Regions from separate parts of the Mus musculus genome. Here regions 1, 3, 4 and 5 are each linked to region 2. A link is a contact called in public promoter capture Hi-C data. All regions are on one chromosome and are shown on one strand. Each heading gives the region's core, a stretch centred on a gene start, on an enhancer-like site or on the middle of the called end of the contact. The rest is flanking DNA. Distances are from core to core; before and after follow the strand shown.

What was found. Promoter capture Hi-C pulls out the DNA fragments that hold promoters and counts their contacts.
Region 1: a promoter capture Hi-C map of neutrophils shows a contact between it and region 2, with 4 times the contacts expected there. The contact joins the promoter of Sec61a1 here to the promoter of Nfu1 in region 2. A contact is called at or near these places in 3 of 39 promoter capture datasets (liver, neutrophils and pre-B cells) and 1 of 9 other capture datasets (liver).
Region 3: a contact with region 2 is called in a promoter capture Hi-C map of pre-B cells, with 5 times the contacts expected there. The contact joins the promoter of Ruvbl1 here to the promoter of Nfu1 in region 2. A contact is called at or near these places in 2 of 39 promoter capture datasets (liver and pre-B cells).
Region 4: a contact with region 2 is called in a promoter capture Hi-C map of pre-B cells, with 7 times the contacts expected there. The contact joins the promoter of Rpn1 here to the promoter of Nfu1 in region 2. A contact is called at or near these places in 2 of 39 promoter capture datasets (liver and pre-B cells).
Region 5: a promoter capture Hi-C map of liver shows a contact between it and region 2, with 2.3 times the contacts expected there. The contact joins the promoter of Rab7 here to the promoter of Nfu1 in region 2. A contact is called at or near these places in 3 of 39 promoter capture datasets (the C10 cell line, liver and pre-B cells).

The regions. Positions count from the first base shown.
Region 1 is chr6:88,517,054-88,521,022 of GRCm38.p6, forward strand. Sec61a1 (Sec61 alpha 1 subunit (S. cerevisiae)) reads right to left here and starts at 1,747. Exons shown (of 12, transcript NM_016906.4): 1 at 1,633-1,747; 2 at 1,318-1,385. The coding sequence starts at 1,639.
Region 2 is chr6:87,007,691-87,011,291 of GRCm38.p6, forward strand. Nfu1 (NFU1 iron-sulfur cluster scaffold) reads left to right here and starts at 2,146. Exons shown (of 8, transcript NM_020045.3): 1 at 2,146-2,269. The coding sequence starts at 2,211.
Region 3 is chr6:88,464,068-88,467,675 of GRCm38.p6, forward strand. Ruvbl1 (RuvB-like protein 1) reads left to right here and starts at 1,342. Exons shown (of 11, transcript NM_019685.3): 1 at 1,342-1,601; 2 at 3,499-3,585. The coding sequence starts at 1,461.
Region 4 is chr6:88,082,959-88,086,903 of GRCm38.p6, forward strand. Rpn1 (ribophorin I) reads left to right here and starts at 1,515. Exons shown (of 10, transcript NM_133933.4): 1 at 1,515-1,836. The coding sequence starts at 1,573.
Region 5 is chr6:88,043,462-88,047,156 of GRCm38.p6, forward strand. Rab7 (RAB7, member RAS oncogene family) reads right to left here and starts at 1,809. Exons shown (of 6, transcript NM_009005.3): 1 at 1,612-1,809.

The DNA.
Region 1 (3,969 bases), core at 497-2,996, 1.5 Mb after region 2:
CATTTTTCAAGACTACTTTAAATGAGCAAGCCTCGTCTCCTGGTCAATTTAAAAGCAAAACATCCAAAGCTTTTCATCTAAGTCCTAAATCATCTGCCTCTGAAGCAGCTGCAAACTCACACTCATTCAGTACCATGATTTGCCCCCTTTCCTGCACGGCTCCCAAGTCACACTCCAGGCCCCTCCCCTACTGCCAAGGCCACTTATCTGCCCACCTGACTCACCGGAACCTTTACATTTACAACCTACCTACCATCCACAGGCACTATATTATATATTTCCCATCTCCCTTGTTCTGCCAGGCCAAGGTCACAGGTCTATGAAGAAAGAATGTAAAGCGTGGGACTTGGGTTTCTTGGCCCTCGAGCCAGAATCTCTGCACTGAGGTGGAACAGATAAAGTTCTGAACATCATCCTGGCAAAGGCAGCAAGGGTACTGCAAGGCATTTGCATAGAACTATGGAAAGTAAAAACTAAATTAGAAGCACAAAGTATCCATGTGAATGCCAACTACAAATGCCAGATGTGAATATATGACAGTCTGAAAAAAAAAAAAAAACCCAAAATACCAAAAAAAACAAAACAAAACAAAAAAAACCCCAAAACCAAAACCAAAAAAAACACCAAAAACCAAACCAGGAACACAAAGTAGATTTACTGTTTTCTGAGCCCATGGGCCTGGACTTTCCTTCACCGGGCACTCTCACACTAGGAACATTTATTCTTGGGCCGAAGCTGCCTGCCACAGAAATTCTGATTAAGATTCACATTAAGCATTAAGGTGCTACAGTTCTCTCCTTCCTTGTTTTAGAGCACCTGCTGTCAATGGCAGCAGACTTCACTAGTGCATGTAAACTCGATGCTGGGGCAGCATACATTCAAATAAAAACCACAAACACGTTCATATCGATTACACGACTCGATTTTTCCTTTGGAAACCAGATACCGAAGTCACCTCCCACACGAAACAAACACCCCATCATCTGCTCCTGCTGGAGGTGAAGAACGGAGGGTAACTCAATCTGGGATCCTAACTGAGGTCTTAATCAATCACTGCTCAGACCCACTTTCGGACTAGGCAAACCTGAGGCTTTGTTAACCACTATCCACTAAAGATGCTCCTAACGAGACAAGGTGTTGGGAGAATTCCCACACAACCGGGTCACCTTTCAACGGCTCCCGTGAGTATCCCAGCACACACAGCTACACTCCAGAGGGGCAGTTTTCACTCGGTGTGCTGAGGCCATTTTTAATTGTACTGTAAACTCCCAGCGCCCAATTTTGCAAGTCTTCTTTGACCACCATCTGGGGACTTACCTTTCTCTCTGGCTTCTGAATTTCCGGCAAGATGACACAGAATGGCTTGATGACTTCCAGAAATTTGACTTTGATGGAAGAAACAGAAAGAGAAGGAGTTAGGTACGGAGTAACTTGAGGGCACCTGAGGGAGCCCGGCACGATGAGAGCCGGGCGTGGGCGTGCGGGGACCCAGAAGGCTCGGTCTAGGGGCGCGGGAACGAGTCCCCCAGGCAGGCCGCGTTCCGCCAGGATCGGGAAGCACGGCGGGCGAGCGCCCAAACGGGGAAAGGCGACGCATCCTGGCTGCGCCGGGGTGGCCCCCAGGAAACTCACTCGCCATGGCGGCGGCTGATCCGACTACACGCCCGGCCCCGACTGCGCTCCACTTCGAGTGAGGAGGCGCTGCTAGCTCCGGAGCGCGCTTCCTCGACCGAGAGACACGTCAGTGATAGCCCGGCGGCGAGCGGCGCGGCGAGGCGGGGCCGGGGATGGGCCACCGGCCGCTTCCGCTTCCTGCCACGCGCGCCCGCCGCGCCGCCTGCGCCAAGACCACAACTCCCGGCATGCAGCAGGAGCAGAGAGGCTGTCGGGAAGACGACTGTCGGGCCACACCGGAACTGGGCGTGTGCAGCTGCGCAGACTCTCCCGGAAGTGAGGGCCAAATCAGCCCTTGTTACTAGTGGACGCTTCGTGGTGGTGTTGGCCCTACGAAGCAGGCGATTCGGCTTTCCGTGTCGGTGGCCCTCAGTACCAGTGATAGCATGTCGCGACCCAGTAGGCCTCAGCTGCTGCTCGTCACGCACGACAGAGCAGCAGTGTGCTGAATCCTACCCTGCATGGCTTACCCTACCCTACAATACCCTCCTGGGTGCTGTAGGCTGCCTCCAAGGATGTCTGAGCTCATGCATTTGAGGACGTTCGGCAAAGGCCGGGTCTGGCGGCTCTGGGTGGGCTTTGGCGCAGCGCATTCCAAGAAGGCCTTTGGAACTGGAGAGTTAGGAGAGATGAAGAAACCGAGCCAAGCCTTGCAGCCCCATATCTTCAGGGAAAAGAATACATCTGGGCTGGAGGAAAGGGTGTGCGAAGGGGACTGGGCAAGGTGGGGCAACATGAAACTTACTCTTTAGTGGGATCTCTGATCTCAGTGCTGTGTGCTGTCTGAAATCGACTTCTTGCTGTGCACCCTGAGTGCTGAGTTTCATGCAGCCAAGTCCTGACTTCAACGGAGAGGTTTGCTGTGGCCACGTCCTTAGAAACATTCTAGACAGCCAGCCCCATGTCATTGATAGGACATTTATATTTAATTTGGCATTAAGTTGCATGTGCGTACACAAATATAGATGGGTTTAGGGGAAAGCACTAAGTCAATATACTTAGCACAATGTGAGGTTTTTGTTTTCGATTCTTTAAGCTAGGTCTCTAGGTAGCCCTCGATACCACTATGTAGACTAGGCTGGCTTCAGATTCACAGAGATCCCACCTGACTGCTCTGAGTGCTGGGACTAGCCGTGCATGTGCCACCACAGCAGGCCACAATGTGAGGTTTTTGAAACAGAGGTGCAGTGTTTTTGCATGTACACATTTTAAAGATTTAATTATTAAATATTAGAGACAGATGCCTAAAGAGACAATAAAATCTAAATGAAGTTTTGATTAAGTATTTCTTTGAGATTTATTTTTATTGTTTCTGTGCTCACGTAAGTATGATAACAGGTGCCCTTTGAAGGTAGAAGAGGGAGCCACCTGTCATGGGTATTGAGAACTGAACTCAGGTCCTCTGGAAGAAAAGCAAGCGATCTTAACCGCTGAGCCATCTCTCTGAACCCCTGACAATGGTATTTTAAAATGCAATAAACATGAATTGTCTTAGTCTTCAGGACAATGAAGAAGTTAAAATAGTAATGGATTCCAGACCTCCACTTGGTTTGATACTCACAAAATCTGTATTTTACAAAACGAAGTTCTGGAATAAAAATTGGAGCATCTTATGTTGGCATAGGCTATAAAAAGTTGAGTACAAAAGTTTTGTTGAAAAGTGAAAGTAGGTGGCCAGAGAGGTGGCTCAGCAGTTAGGACGACCCAGGTTCAAGTCCCAGCACACACACTCAGCACAGCTCACAGCCGTCTGTAATTTCTTCTTTTCTTTTTTAAAGGTTTATTTACTTAATATATATAATGAGTATGGGCATCAGATCTCATTATGGATGGTTGTGAGCCACCATGTGGTTGTTGGACCTTTGGAAGAGCAGTCAGCGCTCTTACCTGCTGAGCCATCTCTCCAGGCCCCACACCTCCATCCCCCCAATCCCCATCGGTAACTTCAGTTCCAGGTGATCTGACACCTCACACAGTTATACACAGAGGCAGAACACCAATGCACATAAGATTTAAAAAGAAGAAAAGTGAGAGTAGAGCTGAGACTAACTCGCGTGTCGGCAAACTCCTTGTCTGATGTGTGAGGTCCCAGGCTCAGTGCTCCCAAACATAACACCTACCACAAAGATTACATTGCTACACGTTTGTATGTCTCTTCAACATACTATTAAAGCTTGTGGGTCGAGTGACGTTTTAATCATCAATGAGGAGAAAATCTAAGAACATAAGTTTCATACATCAAATATTTCACGAACAAAGACTCCCTAAGTCTGACCTGGTGACTTAGGCCTGTAG
Region 2 (3,601 bases), core at 896-3,395:
CAACCCAGGTGGTTGCCAAGACTATAGGATAGAATGCTTTCCACAAACTTGGAAGGCCCTATTGCTGAAGACAATGCCCACACAACTCACTGAACATAGAGAAGTCAAGTTGGTGCCTAGAGCCTTCATCCCTACGTGCTAGCATCTTTGACACAGGAAGATACTCTGCATGCTGCCAAAGGAGAACGGTAAGCACCAACCCAGCCACTAACCCTTTGATCTACAATGGTGTCCTGCCTGCGAGATATGTTAGTGCAATGGTGGCACAAAGCTTGTGGGAGTAACCAGCCTATATCTGATTTGACTGAAGGTCCATTCCAGAACATACCTAACAGTGCTTAGGTAACTAAGAATCTGAGACTCGATAGCCCAGGGACCTAGGGTAAAACCAAGAACTACTGTTGAACTAAAAGAATATAGCAATAAAAATGACTCTAAACATTCCACTAACAGCCAAACAATATGCAGAGAATGACAGACCTTGAAACACTCAGCCCTAAGTAGGACCTCTCCATCAACTCTCTCAGGCAACCTGCAAAGCTGAAAGGGTGTAAGAGGCAGAGGAGATGGAGAACACCAAGAAAACAGGCAGGCTTGGCATCAGATGGGGTCAGCCCTAGAGCTGAAAGAAGAAGCAGGCATCTGTCTCCGTTCCTGAGCCATCTCAAGTTGATTACCCCTTGCAAATGAAAATCTAGATTTCTCCATGGGAATCTCACCGTGGGGGACAAACTATTCCTTTTATTTATTTATTTTATGTATGTGAGTACACTGTAGCTGTACAGATGGTTGTGAGCCTTCATGTGGTTGCTGAGAATTGAATTTTTAGTATCTCTGCTCCATCCGGTCGGCCCACTCGTTCCGGTCAACTCTGCTCACTCAGTCCCTGCTTGCTCCGACCCAAACGTTTACTTATTATTCTACATAAGTACAGTGTAGCTGACTTCAGATGCACCAGAAGAGGGCTTCAGATCTCATTACAGGTGGTTGTGAGCCACCACGTGGTTGCTGGGAATTGAACTCAGGACCTTGGGAAGAGCAGTCAGTGCGCTTACCCATGGAGCCATCTCGCCGTGGAGGACAAACTATTCCTAAGTGTAGGCCACGTGTCCAGCTGTAGAATGGTCAACAAAGAACCAGCTCACTGGCATCTTTGAAGGTCCCTGGTCACATAATGTTAAGCTAGGACTTTGGGTTTGTATATTTATTTAATTACACATTTTTGTTTACATTACATTGTTTTTGTTTTTTATTTTATGTATACATATATTTTACAATTTTTCTCTCTTTCCCTTTCTTCATCCCTCCCTCCCCGCTTTGCCCTGTAGGTCCCTTTTCATATATATTATGGCTTCCAGTGTTGTCGATAGCCCTGGGGCTAATTATATTTTATGTTAATTCCGTTTTCCTGTGTGTGGTTTTGAACAAGGAATGAGTCAGCGCTCAGGTGATTTCCTGTAAACCTGCTTCCCACCTTAATTTGTAAAATAAAGGAGAGCTGATGATTGGGCAGATAAAAGGGAAGGTGGAATGGAAGGTGGAGAAAGAAGAAGGAGAAAATGGATGAAGGAGAGGACGCGGAGGAGGAGGAGGAAGAAGAAAAGCGGAGCAGAAGCACATGGCCTGGAGAAACTGCAAGCTCTAAGGGGTCTCATAGATGTGGAAGATGGTCGTGTAGCGGTAGATCTGTCCAAACTAGGTGCACATATGTATTCATATTAACTGTGTTGTGTTTTCATTGCTGAGGCATATTTGGATTGGAGATTTACCGCAACATTCCAGCTTTGTATTTTCACGGGACTCTTGCATATGTGAACAAGTGTGTCTCTGCACTTATATGCATTTCTTGAACTCTTTTCCTTGTTTGTTTTGTCCTATTCTGATGTGTTAGGTTTTGTTATATCATATATCATATATTCCCTTAGAAGCCTGTTTGTTTTCTAATGAGCGACAGAAAGGGGGTGAATTCGGAGGGGAAGTGTGGGGAAATTGGAGGAAATAGAGGGAAGGGAAACTGTAATCTGGATATATTATGTGAGGGAAAAAAATCTACTTTCAGTAAAAGGAGGGCGGAAAGGCCACCTGCAGCACCGCCCTCAACTTGTAAGGAACCGGCGTCCCCGGACCGCCCTCTCTGCAGGGCCTGAGTCTGCGTAGGACTTGGAGACAAGAAGGAGGCGGGTCCGCGCAAGCGCACTGGCACTGAAGTGATGGCGGCGGCCGAGCGGGCATGGGGAGCAGCGGTCGGTGTAGTCCGGCTGTGCAGGCGGTAGGTGTTGGCTCCCTGGCTAGCAGATCCCTGTCGCTGCCTTCTCACAGGCAGGAGCTGGCGTCTGAGGGACCCTTGTCCTGGCTCCAGAGCCCGAGGCCAGCCACCTTCCACGGATGTCCCTTGTAAATCCCACGGGAATGTGGCTCCGAAGGGAAGAGCGGTCCCGGGGTTGTGTCGTGTCCTGTCGTTCCCTTTCCAGGGAGATCACGGCTCGGAGAGAAGTGAGTGACTCGAGGAAGTCCACCGCCCAGGCTTGTGCGAGTGCGTCCTGTTCCTCTTCTAGAGCCACTCCCTCAGATATCTGTCAGACCCGAGTGTGACAACTATAGAAAGGGGCCTGACAGAATGCTGATGCCAACTTGAAGTTTCAAATGCATTTCATCAGGCTAGCATAGAATCCCTCATCATCTGTCATCCCAATACTTGAAAGGTGAAGGCAGGAAGACCAGGAGTTCAAGGCCAGGTTAGACTATTTATGAGACACCCTCCACCACCCCACCACCCCCGTTTTAAAACTCCTAAATGTATCTCATAAAAATAGCAGATTAACAGAAGGATTTTGTGGGTTACCCCCTGCCCACCTGTTTTCGATGACTCCCCTTCAGTTACTTTACTCAAGATCGGTTAGACTTCAAAACTTCCTGCCAGAGTATACTTCTGGTTTATCCACGCTTGCTGCTTTTTCCCAGGGTTGAAGGAATATTAGGGTGTTTCCAAATCCTGGAGTATCCACTCCATTCACTTAAAGAATAGTTACTAGTTACCACGTAGTGATAACAGCTACCATTTACTGAACGCTCACTGTGTGGCCTGGTGTGGCCCTTATTGCTAGGTGTTCCTTAGGGAGAGTGATCTACAATGCTCTGCACGCCTTTTGTTTCAAATGAGTGCGTCTAATAAGGATGCAGCACATAGTCCTAGCATAAGAGAGCAAGCAGCCAGAGGGCACAGCACCAAAGCAGGTACACCATCCAGCAGATCAGGCCGGGGGAAACCCCAGGATCCAAGACACTTACTGGGGACTCTGGTTGCCAAGGGTCTTCTCCTGGGTATGACATTTAATTAGCTATTTCTGTCATCGGCATTTTTTTTTTTTTCGATTCTCGAGACAGGGTTTCTCTGTGTAGCCCTGACTGTCCTGGAACTCACTCTGTAGACCAGGCTGGCCTCGAACTCAGTAATCCGCCTGCCTCTGCCTCCCGAGTGCTGAGATTAAAGGCGTGTGCCACCACGCCCTGCTTGTCATGGGCATTTTTATAACATGGAATTTGAACAGTAGCTGAGTCTTGTATTTTGGGAAGGTGCCCGGGAGTGACTTAGTTCCCAGCT
Region 3 (3,608 bases), core at 92-2,591, 1.5 Mb after region 2:
CAGCCCACAATACTATTAATATAGGTGGAAAGACTGAGAAATCAAACAATGGGCCTAAAGTTGCACCACAGCTACACATTGCACAGCACAGGAAGGTGTCTCCTGGCTGACTTAAAAGTGAGGAAAGTGAGGGACACAGGAGGCAGAGGCAGGTGGATTTCTGAGTTTGAGGCCAGTCTGGTCTACAGAGTGAGTTCCAGGACACCCAGGGCTATACAGAGAAACACTGTCTCGAGAAAAAAAAAGTGAGGGACACCTGCTTAGAGAGCCAGAATGTTGAGAGAGTAAGCAAGAGTGTTTGCCGTCCTTAGTATAGCCCTTCTTGAAAATGAAGCATTAAATTTGGACTATGGCAAGGTGGATTGTGAAAACAAACTACCATATTTGCACCAATATCAGAGCCGTTGATTATTCAAATGAAGGACCATAGTTTCACCATTCACAGGCAGCTTTTGTTCACCTACCTGGAGACTTGCACCCACTCCAGACTGATGAAAATATCTGGTCAGAGTATGGTGGTAGCACCTTTAATGCCAGCAACTCAGGAGGCAGAGACAGGTGGGGGCCCTGGAGTTTTAGGCCAGGCAAGGCTACACAAACACATCTTCTCTTTTCCTTCCTTCCTTTTTTTCCTTTAAGGGTTTTTTTTTTTTTTTGTTTGTTTGTTTGTTTGTTTTTTTTTTTTTTTTTCCGAGACAGGGTTTCTCTGTATAGCCCTGGCTGTCCTGGAACTCACTCTGTAGACCAGGCTGGCCTCGAACTCAGAAATCTGCCTGCCTCTGCCTCCCGAGTGCTGGGATTAAAGGCGTGCGCCACCACCGCCGAGTTTCTTTAAGGTTCTTATTGGGCATATGATGACCAGAATTATGGCATGAAGTGTTTGAAAAGTTTTGGCTGGAATAGTGCCTTCAGGATCTAGTGTATTCTGGAAAAAAAAAAATGGGAGCAGTGGGGCATTCTCTGGGTGTCTAAATAATTCGGTGAGCACTGGAGAAGTTTGGGCAGCTGCTTTGCTGATGATTCTCTCAGGACATCCAAGCACCTGGAAAAGATTTAACATCTGTCAGTGAAGAAGTTAACTCACCCTGGCACAAATATGTTATTCTAAAGAAAAAAAATAGGCATTAAAAGAGGCATTTATAATTAAAAACCTGTCATTCACATTAATAGTGCTTAAGTACTTAAGCAGTTCTCAGTCAAATGTGGCCAGGGCAGGAAATGTTTGCCCTGGGGGAACTTATCCTGTGACACAGACGGAAGTTACTGGGCGAAACTCAGCAGCCGTGACCAGCGTAGCTTTTAGCCAATAGAAAGCGAAGCCTTCTCGCCTCCCCCAATGACATATTGATAGGGGCGGGTCCAGGAGAGCGGCCTAGTAACGGCCGCGTGGTAACCCAGGCGCCTGGCGTGCGGTAGTTCCTACCACTCCACGCAGGTTGTGTTCCTAGACACTCGGCAAAATGAAGATTGAGGAGGTGAAGAGCACCACGAAGACGCAGCGCATCGCCTCCCACAGCCACGTGAAGGGTCTGGGGCTGGACGAGAGCGGCCTAGCCAAGCAGGCGGCTTCGGGTCTCGTGGGCCAGGAGAACGCGAGAGAGGTGGGCGTGGGGCTTGTGCGCGAGGTGTGGGCGGCGGGACCAGGATCCACTAAGATCTAAGAAGTAAGGATCACACTAGCGAGCAAAGGCTGCATCCTTTGCGGGTCACGGCACGCAAATTAGACCTCACCGGAAACGCAGTGGAAGGCTGTGCGGTTAAGTATAGAATTGACTACGTTTTCAGAGTTGATATGGGTTCTTTGGGCCTGGGAGCTGATCTGTTAAGTGGAGCGGTGAGGACTGTCTGATCTATTCCCCATCCAAGCACTCCAGCTTTTCCAGGTCAGTCTTCCTAAAGTCATGCCAGGTCTTTCTATCGGTTCTGTTTTGCACATGAAGAAGTTAAAGGTGGGTTAGGCCGCTTAACCACCTGCCAGTTTAGCAGTAATGAGGCTGGTATCTCCCTCCCCCTAACCCCCATCAAATCAGTATTCTTCCCATTTCTTCAGCCTCCTCCACTCTGAACTCTGCAGAGGTTCAGTGTCTACAAAAACTTGCTTTTTTACATGTGGTGAAGACTGCTTTCTCAGCCTCTTGCACACAGAAAGTGCCAGCAGCAAAGAGCATCATCTATCCAAAAAGGGAAATGTTTGACCCTAGCATGCTTGCATCTTTTCTTGCAAGCAGGTAGTAGCAGTTTAATGCTTTCTATTGGCCAGGCAGCTTTGAGTCTATTGTTTCTTATTTCATTTCTGTCCATGTGACATTTCTGTGTATGTGACTTCAGAGGCTGCTCTAGACCTGCATCTGCACCCACACCAGCAGCCTCTGGTACTCCATATCTTATCCTTCCTATTCTTTGAATGTTAGCCGGTATTTATTTTTGTTTGTTTTCACGACAGTCTCACTATGTAGCTCTGGCTGTCCTGGGACTCTGTAGACCAGACTGGCCTTGAGTTCACAGGGATCCGACTGCCTCTGCCTCCTGAGTGCTAAGATTAAAGGTGTGGGCCATTACACCTGGCTTCCTTAGCTGATATTTCTTTGTTTCTTTTCCTGTTTGACAAAATGTGCGCAAATGCAGTGCAGTCATGTGACTGCCATGGTGCTCTGGTAGAGGTCAGAGGTTCTTTCCTTCCACTGTGGGATCCAGGGATTGAACTCAGGTCCTCAGGTTTACACTACAAGTGCTTTTCACCCACTGAACCATCTCACCAGCCCTTGCCAATTCTTTTATTGGGTGGATTCATAGCATACATACCCTTTTTGTTTAGATAATGTTGCTGTAGTCAAACTGGCCTGGAATGCACAGCCCTGCAGACTCTGTTAAGTACTAGGTCTGTGCTGGTCCCTGCTTGCCTCAACCTCCCCTTTTCCATTCTGTTCACTATACTTTGGCTGCTGCAGCATGTTGTCGCTTAGACATACCAAACTTATGCTTTGGTTATTTTGAGTTTGCAATTTTTGTCTGAAATGTAGATTTCTTTTTCTTTTTCTTTTTTTTTCAAGACAGGGATTCCCTGTATAGCCCTGGCTGTCCTAGAACTTACTCTGTAGACCAGGCTGGCCTCAAACTCAGAAATCTGCCTGCTGCTGCCTCCCAAGTGCTGGGATTAAAGGCATGTGTCACTACTGCCCGGCTGAAATGTAGACTTCTGCCCAGGGCTTCAAATGTTACATACAATGTATGAGAAAGTCCCCCTCCACCCCCACCCCACCCCCAGCCCTCGGTAGCCACTCAGCGTCTCATTACCCTTCTCTCTTCGTGGCAGCAACTATACGGTGTGAGCTGGAGCACGTGGCTTTGCTACCTCACCTCCACCGCTCCACTCCACAGCACAGCACTGGTATCACAGCTGTCTCGTGTCAAAAGAGTGTGCGAGCTGTGTGGACCAAGCCCTGAGCTGGTTCCACCATTATGCATTTAAGACTGACTGTTTCTTTCTGTTTTGTGCAGGCATGTGGCGTCATTGTAGAATTAATCAAAAGCAAGAAAATGGCTGGAAGAGCTGTCTTGTTGGCGGGGCCTCCTGGAACTGGCAAGGTGTTCATTCATTTTCTCTTTCT
Region 4 (3,945 bases), core at 265-2,764, 1.1 Mb after region 2:
TGAGAGAGAAAGAGATACAGAGAGACAGATAAAGACAGAGACAGAGAGGAACAGAAGGAAGAACATCTGTGTATGGATGTTTGTGGAGGTTAGAGGGCATCAGATCCTTGCCTGACAGGCAGTTGTGAGCCTGGGAACCGGAAGAATTCAAGTCCTTTGAGAGAGCAGCAAATCCTCCTAACCACTAAGCTGTCTCTGCATACATAATGTATGTACTCGCGTGCAAACAGTAAGTAGTTTTGTTTTCTGGGCCATATAGTCTGGTTTGCAACTACACTACTGTTACTGTTGTACTGTGAAAGCAATCATAAGCTACGGACAAATGAACGTAGCTATGTTCCAATAAAACTTTATAGACACAGATAGATTGTTGGCCTGCAGGTGCTAATTTCCTGACTTCTGCTTTGTAGGGAGGAGCATGGCCAGCCCTCCATTCTCTCTTCTCATTGGCTGGTATCAATGTTTGAATATTTCCATCTCCTCCCAAAATTTACCTTCGAATTACATCCTTCAAGCAACAACATTGGGACGCATTCTCATTTGGGGAGTGGAGACTGTACACAACCATTGTGCAGGGGGCTTGGAGATTTTATAGGGTTGAAAAAAGGGAACTTTAGGGGAGCAAAGTTTTATCTGTAGATTTTTTCATATATATATATATACATATATACATACATATATATATGTATATATGTATATATATATATATATATATATATATATATATATATGGTTTCAAGGCCCAAAAAATGCCATTGGATGTTTTCGTCACTAAGCTGGCTTTCTTGTCAGGTGTATCAGTACACTGACTACAGTTTCTCTGCTCACTTGAAGTTCATTGTTTTTGGTCATTAATTCTTCAGTGTGACTTTGGGAGATGATAGCACTAGAGGAATCCATCTGCAAGATGCCTTTGTAAAAGGGCTTGCCTCAGAGAGACCCTTTCCTGCCTTTCTGTCATATGACGATATGCAATGCCTTCCTTAGAAGGCATGCAATGTCAAAGTGCCACCTTGGTAGTAAATAGCAGCCCTCACCAGACAGCTAGTCCTGCCAGTGACTTCGCCTTGGACTCCTACAACTGTGATAAATGTCAACAGGTATCTGAGGTTAATATCATCAACCTTGGTTAGTTGCTTAAGGTTTCTGCCATCACTCACATTAATGGTTGAACTAAATATTAGAGGAGAGACTTGAGTTTCTGGAAATTTCCCATTTTCCTTTAAACTTTTGCCCACTTAGCATTCGTATCACTATAGAGAAGGCAAAGTTAGTTCCTTAGACTAAGCTATAGTATACTGTTTTTGAGCTGAGAGGCCAGAGTTATTTTGCATAAGCATGAAGGAAACAGACAGGATATAAGGAAATCAGGGGTGAATACGGCTATTAAGCGCCCCAAGAAGTACGCCTGCACTTTAAGATTTTCAATCAGGCGCCCCACGATCGCCCGGTTGCCCTGGAGACGGGGTCCTTTCTGACCGGGCCCAGCCATCTTGTGGTGCTGTTGGCCAATCAGCGGTTGCGCCGTGGCGGGGGGGCGGGGCGCGTGTCGGTGGCGCTCAGCTCGCGGTCATGGAGTCGCCGGTCGCCTTGCTGTTGCTGCTGCTGCTATGTCTCGGGGCCTTGGCCCCGACGCCCGGCAGCGCCTCCTCGGAGGCTCCGCCGCTGGTCAACGAGGACGTGAAGCGCACGGTGGACCTGAGCAGCCACCTAGCCAAGGTGACGGCTGAGGTGGTCCTGGTACACCCGGGCGGCGGCTCCACATCACGAGCCAGCTCTTTCGTTCTGGCCCTGGAGCCAGAACTGGAGTCGCGGCTTGCGCACCTAGGCGTGCAGGTGAGCGGAGGGAGGAGCCGGCGAACCTCACGCGGGATGCCTGAGGCGATCGGGGATCCCTGGGGAGGGGCGGGGAGGTTGAGGGCGTTAGGGATCCTCCAGGTGTCTGGTTGTCTGAAAGGCAGGTGTTGGAGGGGGACAGCGGAGAGGTTGGGGTCCGCCGTCTCTCTTGTCCGCGTGTCCTCTCGGACACGTCAGCACAAGCTTCCGAGCGTGGGGCACCGCCCACGTGGCTGCTCTGGAGCCCAAGGCGACCCCTTGGTCCCCTGGCGACCTCCTTCCGCACCCCAAGAGGATCTTGGCTGTGGCCGGGTGCGGTACTTCGGGTACCCAGCTTCTTTTCTGTCCCCTGGACTTGCTCGTCTAGTGGAGGACTATCAGTGAGTTAAGACAATTTATTTCCTGAATGCAATTGACTGGTGTAGTCTGTTCTCTCCAGACAGCAGCGTTCAGAAATACAGCAGGTTTCTGGTATTAAAGTTTGTCATTCCTCGCACCCGGTTAATGTAACACTCCTCTGAAAGCTGCTGCTTAACGCTTTCTTAATGTTCAGACTAATTGAAGAGTCAGCCCCTTATGCTGTACAGAAAGGTGAAGCCCAGGTCTGTTCCTCCCCACCGTCTCTCATTGGAACACTTCAGCATTTAGCCTTCTGTACTTTTCATTGAATACACTTTTATACCTTTCAAGGAAAGAAATCGCTGGCTTTGGGAATAGAGGGAATATCCACACAGGTTAATTTTTATTACTGTTCTCATTAACTATATTCATTAAGTGATTACCCAATTTACTAGGAGACTAAGCACACCACATTCTTTTTAACTGTATGGAGCTATAAAGCTGGACTTATAATAGTCACTGAAGTGACTCCTGTCCCCTTTACATTGAAGCCTTGTTCATGCTCAGCATGGCTTTCCTCAAATATTTCTGGAAAGACATTCATGACTTCATTGGATGCTCAGTCCTGTTTTGTGAAAATCAGTCATGACTTAATGAAGTCATAGTATAATCAGATCACAGCAGAGGCTTACCACCCTGCTGCTGTCCTGGTGGGAATTGCATACAAGTTGGGTCCCTCTACATGGCTCAGAGCATCCAAGTTCAATTCCACAGCCATCGGTAACTCCAGTTTCAGGGTGCACAGACCCACTTGCAAGCAAAACACCCATGTACATTAAAAGAAAAATTAGGAAAAGAAAAGGCTGTGGCAGGTATTTTAAGAACATTCCCCACCCTATAGCAACCTTTTGAGGCATAGGAATTCTTACATGACTGTGGAAGTATCTGGCTTTGGAGCTTATTAACCCCCCTCCCCCAAATGAAGGTCTGACTTGTCCCATACCCTTGGGTGTATTTGCATTATTGCTACCTTGCTTTCTGGCCTTGACATGAAATTAGGACTTGTGTTTCAGCTCTGCAGTCATGTTACTGACTTACAGTAACTTGTGTTAACTCTGGAGGAAGACGAGTTTATACTCCTTACCTAGGTGAGAAGCAACTGGGTGATAAAGAGGATAAGAAAGGGCACACATTGCCTTGGAAACTTAGGCGAGGTGGACGGAGTACAGGAACCTTTAAGGAGCTAGCAGGACAGTAGGATTATGTAGTTTGAACCATCCTTTTCTCTTACACTGTTTGAGACAGGGTGTTGCTGTGTTGTCCCTGGACTGTTTTGGAACCTAGAATCCTCCTGTCCCAGCCTCCAGAATGCTGATAGCTAAAAATGACCTTGACTGCTGATCATCTTGGCTGTCTGTCCCATGTACTGGGACTACAGCTGTGTACCACCATGCCTAGCTTTCTGACCTTTTACTAAGTAATGCATTTTTTTTTTAAGATTTATTTATTTATTATATGTAAGGACATTGTAGCTGTCAACTCTGCTTGCTCAGTTCCTGCTTGCCCCAGTCCAAAGATTTATTACTATACATAAATACACTGTAGCTGTCTTAATATGTCTAAATATTAAGATACTGAAATAGTAAAGATAATATTTTAAAAAGTGTTCTTGGAGTTGGGATATAGTGATAGTTGCCTATACAATTCCAGCAGTTGGCAGGAGGATCAATAGTTTAAGGTCATCCTAAAGGGAGTGTGAGGCTAGCTTGT
Region 5 (3,695 bases), core at 559-3,058, 1.0 Mb after region 2:
CACATCTGGATATCTGATTCACCTGAGGGAATAAAATAAAATAAAAACTACTTTTTGCAGAAGCCTCCGATTCTTTCTACATCCGAGTCATTCCTTCCTAAACAGCTCCTGGCTCTGAGACTCATCATTTTACAATTCTCTGAGGACACAACCCAGCCATGCCTTCTTCCCTGAGTCAGGACCCAGTAATGCCTGACACACATGTGGAAGAAAAACATCTCCCAAATGAAGGTGCCAGCCACTTGTCTTCTCCAGCCTCTGCTCACACATGACAGTGCACTGGACGAAGTGGCATCTAATTCCCCTCGAGGGAGGACAAAAATATCATACAACAAAAAGGGAATCACGTTTAGCGATTCCTCTTCTAAACTCATTACATAGGTTTACAGCCCGTAAGTATACCAGGCCGGGTAGCAAACTAAACTATTGACAACCAAGGACACCAAACTTTAGTCTGGCCAGCTTCAGAAGTAGTTATAATTCACTTTCCAGTTCTTACACTCAATTCTGATCCAATATTACCAAGATCGAAGAGAAATATGCCAACAAGAGATTTTATTAACTCAATCATGTGGGTATCAGTTGCTGAAGTCACAAGAAAGAGACAAGAGTTTATTCTTTGGAAAACCAAAAACACAAGATTTTCAACGGTGAAGAGTCAACAGGTTAGGTTGTTGTAGAAATTCTTGTAGAAAGGTGCACACAGTAGGCATGCCAGACCTGACTCAAGGAAAAGAGCTGGCTAAGAAACCTATTCAAATCCAATACATACCTTGCCAGAATTCAAGATCTTCTGGTTTGATGACACTACACTACCTTATATGCCTTGTAATATGCCTTGTAAGTCACAAGTACAAATACAACATGGCTTTAAGGTAGGACTAAGAGGCTCTCAAATGACATCACTAGACAGGAGGTGGAGGGGGGTGCTGATGGCAGATAACAGGTGGCAGGCTTTGGGGGCATCTAAAGTACAAGAGGCCAGAGGCCAGTAAGTGCTAAGTAGTCTAGCTGCCTATGTTTCAACCTCTCACTCTGAAATTTATCAGCGGTGTGACCTTGGTCGAGTGCCTTAGCCTCTCTGTTCTTCGCTTTCTCTGTAAGTAGGCACTGCCTCGGTGCTTCGGAGGGGCTGTTGGGAGAACAGGGCAATTTGTGCGGTCTTGCCACGCAGCCCAGCAGCCGAGAAATCTCAAATCTTCACAACCTTACTCTCAACATCGGCACGATTATGAGCCAGGAGGACATCAGGCCATTTGAAAGGCACTCGGGAGGTCCTTCTTCCCGGAACTTCGGAAACGGGATTTACCCTGCAGGACCCTGAAAGCTCCTGTCTCCCAGTGCCGGCGGCGGGCCGGGGCATGTGACGCGCCTGGCAGCACTGCCTCGGTGGCCGGCCGGCCGGTAGCTCTTCCCACCCAGCAGGTTGCCGGTGGGGACGCGCCCAGCCCGAGGATCCCGTACCCGCCACCCACCGATCGCCGATCGCCCTCCGCCCGCCGGGCGCCGCCCCGCCTGGCCCGGCCCAGCTCGGCGCTCGGCTCGCCGAGGACGCCAGGCCCGGAGGCCCAAGCGGCGGCGGGGGAAGGGCGGCCGGGGCCCGCTGCTCACCGCAGGGTCAACGGAGGAGGAGACACAACGCAGGCCGCAACAGAGACGTCCGATTCCGGCTCCAGCAGGCTCCTCGGAGCTGCCCGGCCCCAAACACCGCCGCCAACGCCGCCGCCTTGGGCTTTATGGTCAAAGCTCCGGCCTTGCTTCCACTTCCGCCACCGCCGCCGCCCCGAGCGGAAGTGTCTGTCACGAGACGCCCGACGCCAGGGTTGGAGGGAGGAGCCCCACCTCCACCTTGCGTCACGTTCCGGTCGCGTCAGGCCCTAGCCTGGCATCTGGGGCTTAAATATGGCCGTTTCTAGATGGGGGCTGCCATCTTTGAAGGCTGTGCAGAAGCTGGAGCGCACCATATTGGGCCAAGAACTGATAATGCAGTGGTGTCCCCCCCCCTCATCCCACCCCGCTCCTATAAACAGAGCTAAAGGAGGGAGAGTCACTTGGTCTTTCCAGAGTGTCCCCCTCTGGAACACGCTAGTCAGTCAGCCATGTATCAGGCAGGGTATAGTCTAGGGTCTTCTGAGTCCACTGGGTACAATCTCTAATGTGGATGGAAATGATCAGTTACAGTGTCCCCAGTGTTGGAGACCCAGTGATGAAATAGGAGCTACCTGTGCAGGGCAGATGGTTCAGGAAAATGGAAAGAGAGCTAAGGAGTTGCTGAACTGAAGAGACATGAGGCTGATTTTAGTGTCACGCCCACCAAAACTAAAACAAAGGCCTAATCCATCAAAGTCCATATCTTTCTGGGGAAGTCTCAAAATGTACTAACCTTGCTTTTTAGCTTCTGTAGTTCTGTTTATGGCTGACAGTTCTTGTTAACTGAAGTATGTCAACCCAGAACATGTTTTTTTGTGTGCTTAAAAGCTCACCCTGAGAAAGACTCAGGTTGTCCTGGGGTATTGAACACCCAGTGCAGTAACCAGCTGCCATTTCTTAGCTTAAACCCATATCTGAGTAGTCTTTTCTGGTGAATACCCCACAACACTAGTACATGTTCTAGCATATAAGGAATAGAGAAGGTTTGTAGGTCCTAAGGAATAGGGGAAAACAAGACCTTTCTGCCAAGATCCTCACCATTTGATATAATAGACACACACACAGGAGTTTGCTCAGTTTCAATCATTAGTTAATTATTACTTGGCCATTTGACTGAATACTTTGAAACTAAGATATGAACAAAGGAAGTCTATGTATATTCATATGCAAAGTGAAATCTTCAAGAAATATGAAGTGACAAAGTAGGGTGCAAAGATGTATATGTGACAGTTCTTGGTTCTTGTTGGGGAAAAAAAAAACACATACTTGCTGGGTACAAATTTCAGCAACTAGTTATCTGGGTTATCTATTAAAATTTGACCGGATAGTAGGACCCATATGAATCTGGTGGTCCAGTCAGACTTTCCACAGTTGTAGGGATGCAGGAAGCTGGTTCAGGCCCTGTCTCTCTACCTCATGTTGGATATAGCATCAGCCTCCACATGGCAGATAGACCAGCAGTTTGGAAGCAAAGCTGCATGTGGCTAAGAGCAGTGATACACTAGACCCAAGGAGGAAAGTGGGAGACAACTATGAGGCCCAACAGGAACTGTGTCTGCTTTTCATCTCTTCTGACTTTAGTTCCCCTAGAGTAACTCACAGAGCAGCCAATGCCCTATTCTAACCTCCACGGGCACTGCATGCACAAGTTGTCTTTATATACACATTTAGGCAAATCACTCATACAAGTAAAAAAAAGGGGGTATGGGGGTGGATAAAACTAGATAGAAAGTGGATAGGTATGGTGGCTCATGTCTTTAATCCTAGTACTCAGCAGGCAGAGGCTGGTAGATCTCTGTGAGTTCAAAGCCAGTCTAGTCAACAAAGTGATTTCAAGGTCAGCCAGGGGTACTTAGAGAGACCCTGTCTCAAAACAAACAAACAGCTTGGTGTGGTGGTGCACACCTTTAATCCCAGCACTCGGGAGGCAGAGGCAGGCGGATTTCTGAGTTCGAGGCTAGCCTGGTCTACAAAGTGAGTTCTAGGACAGCCAGGGTTATATAGAGAAACTCTGTCTGGAAAAACCAAAAAAACAAACAAACAAC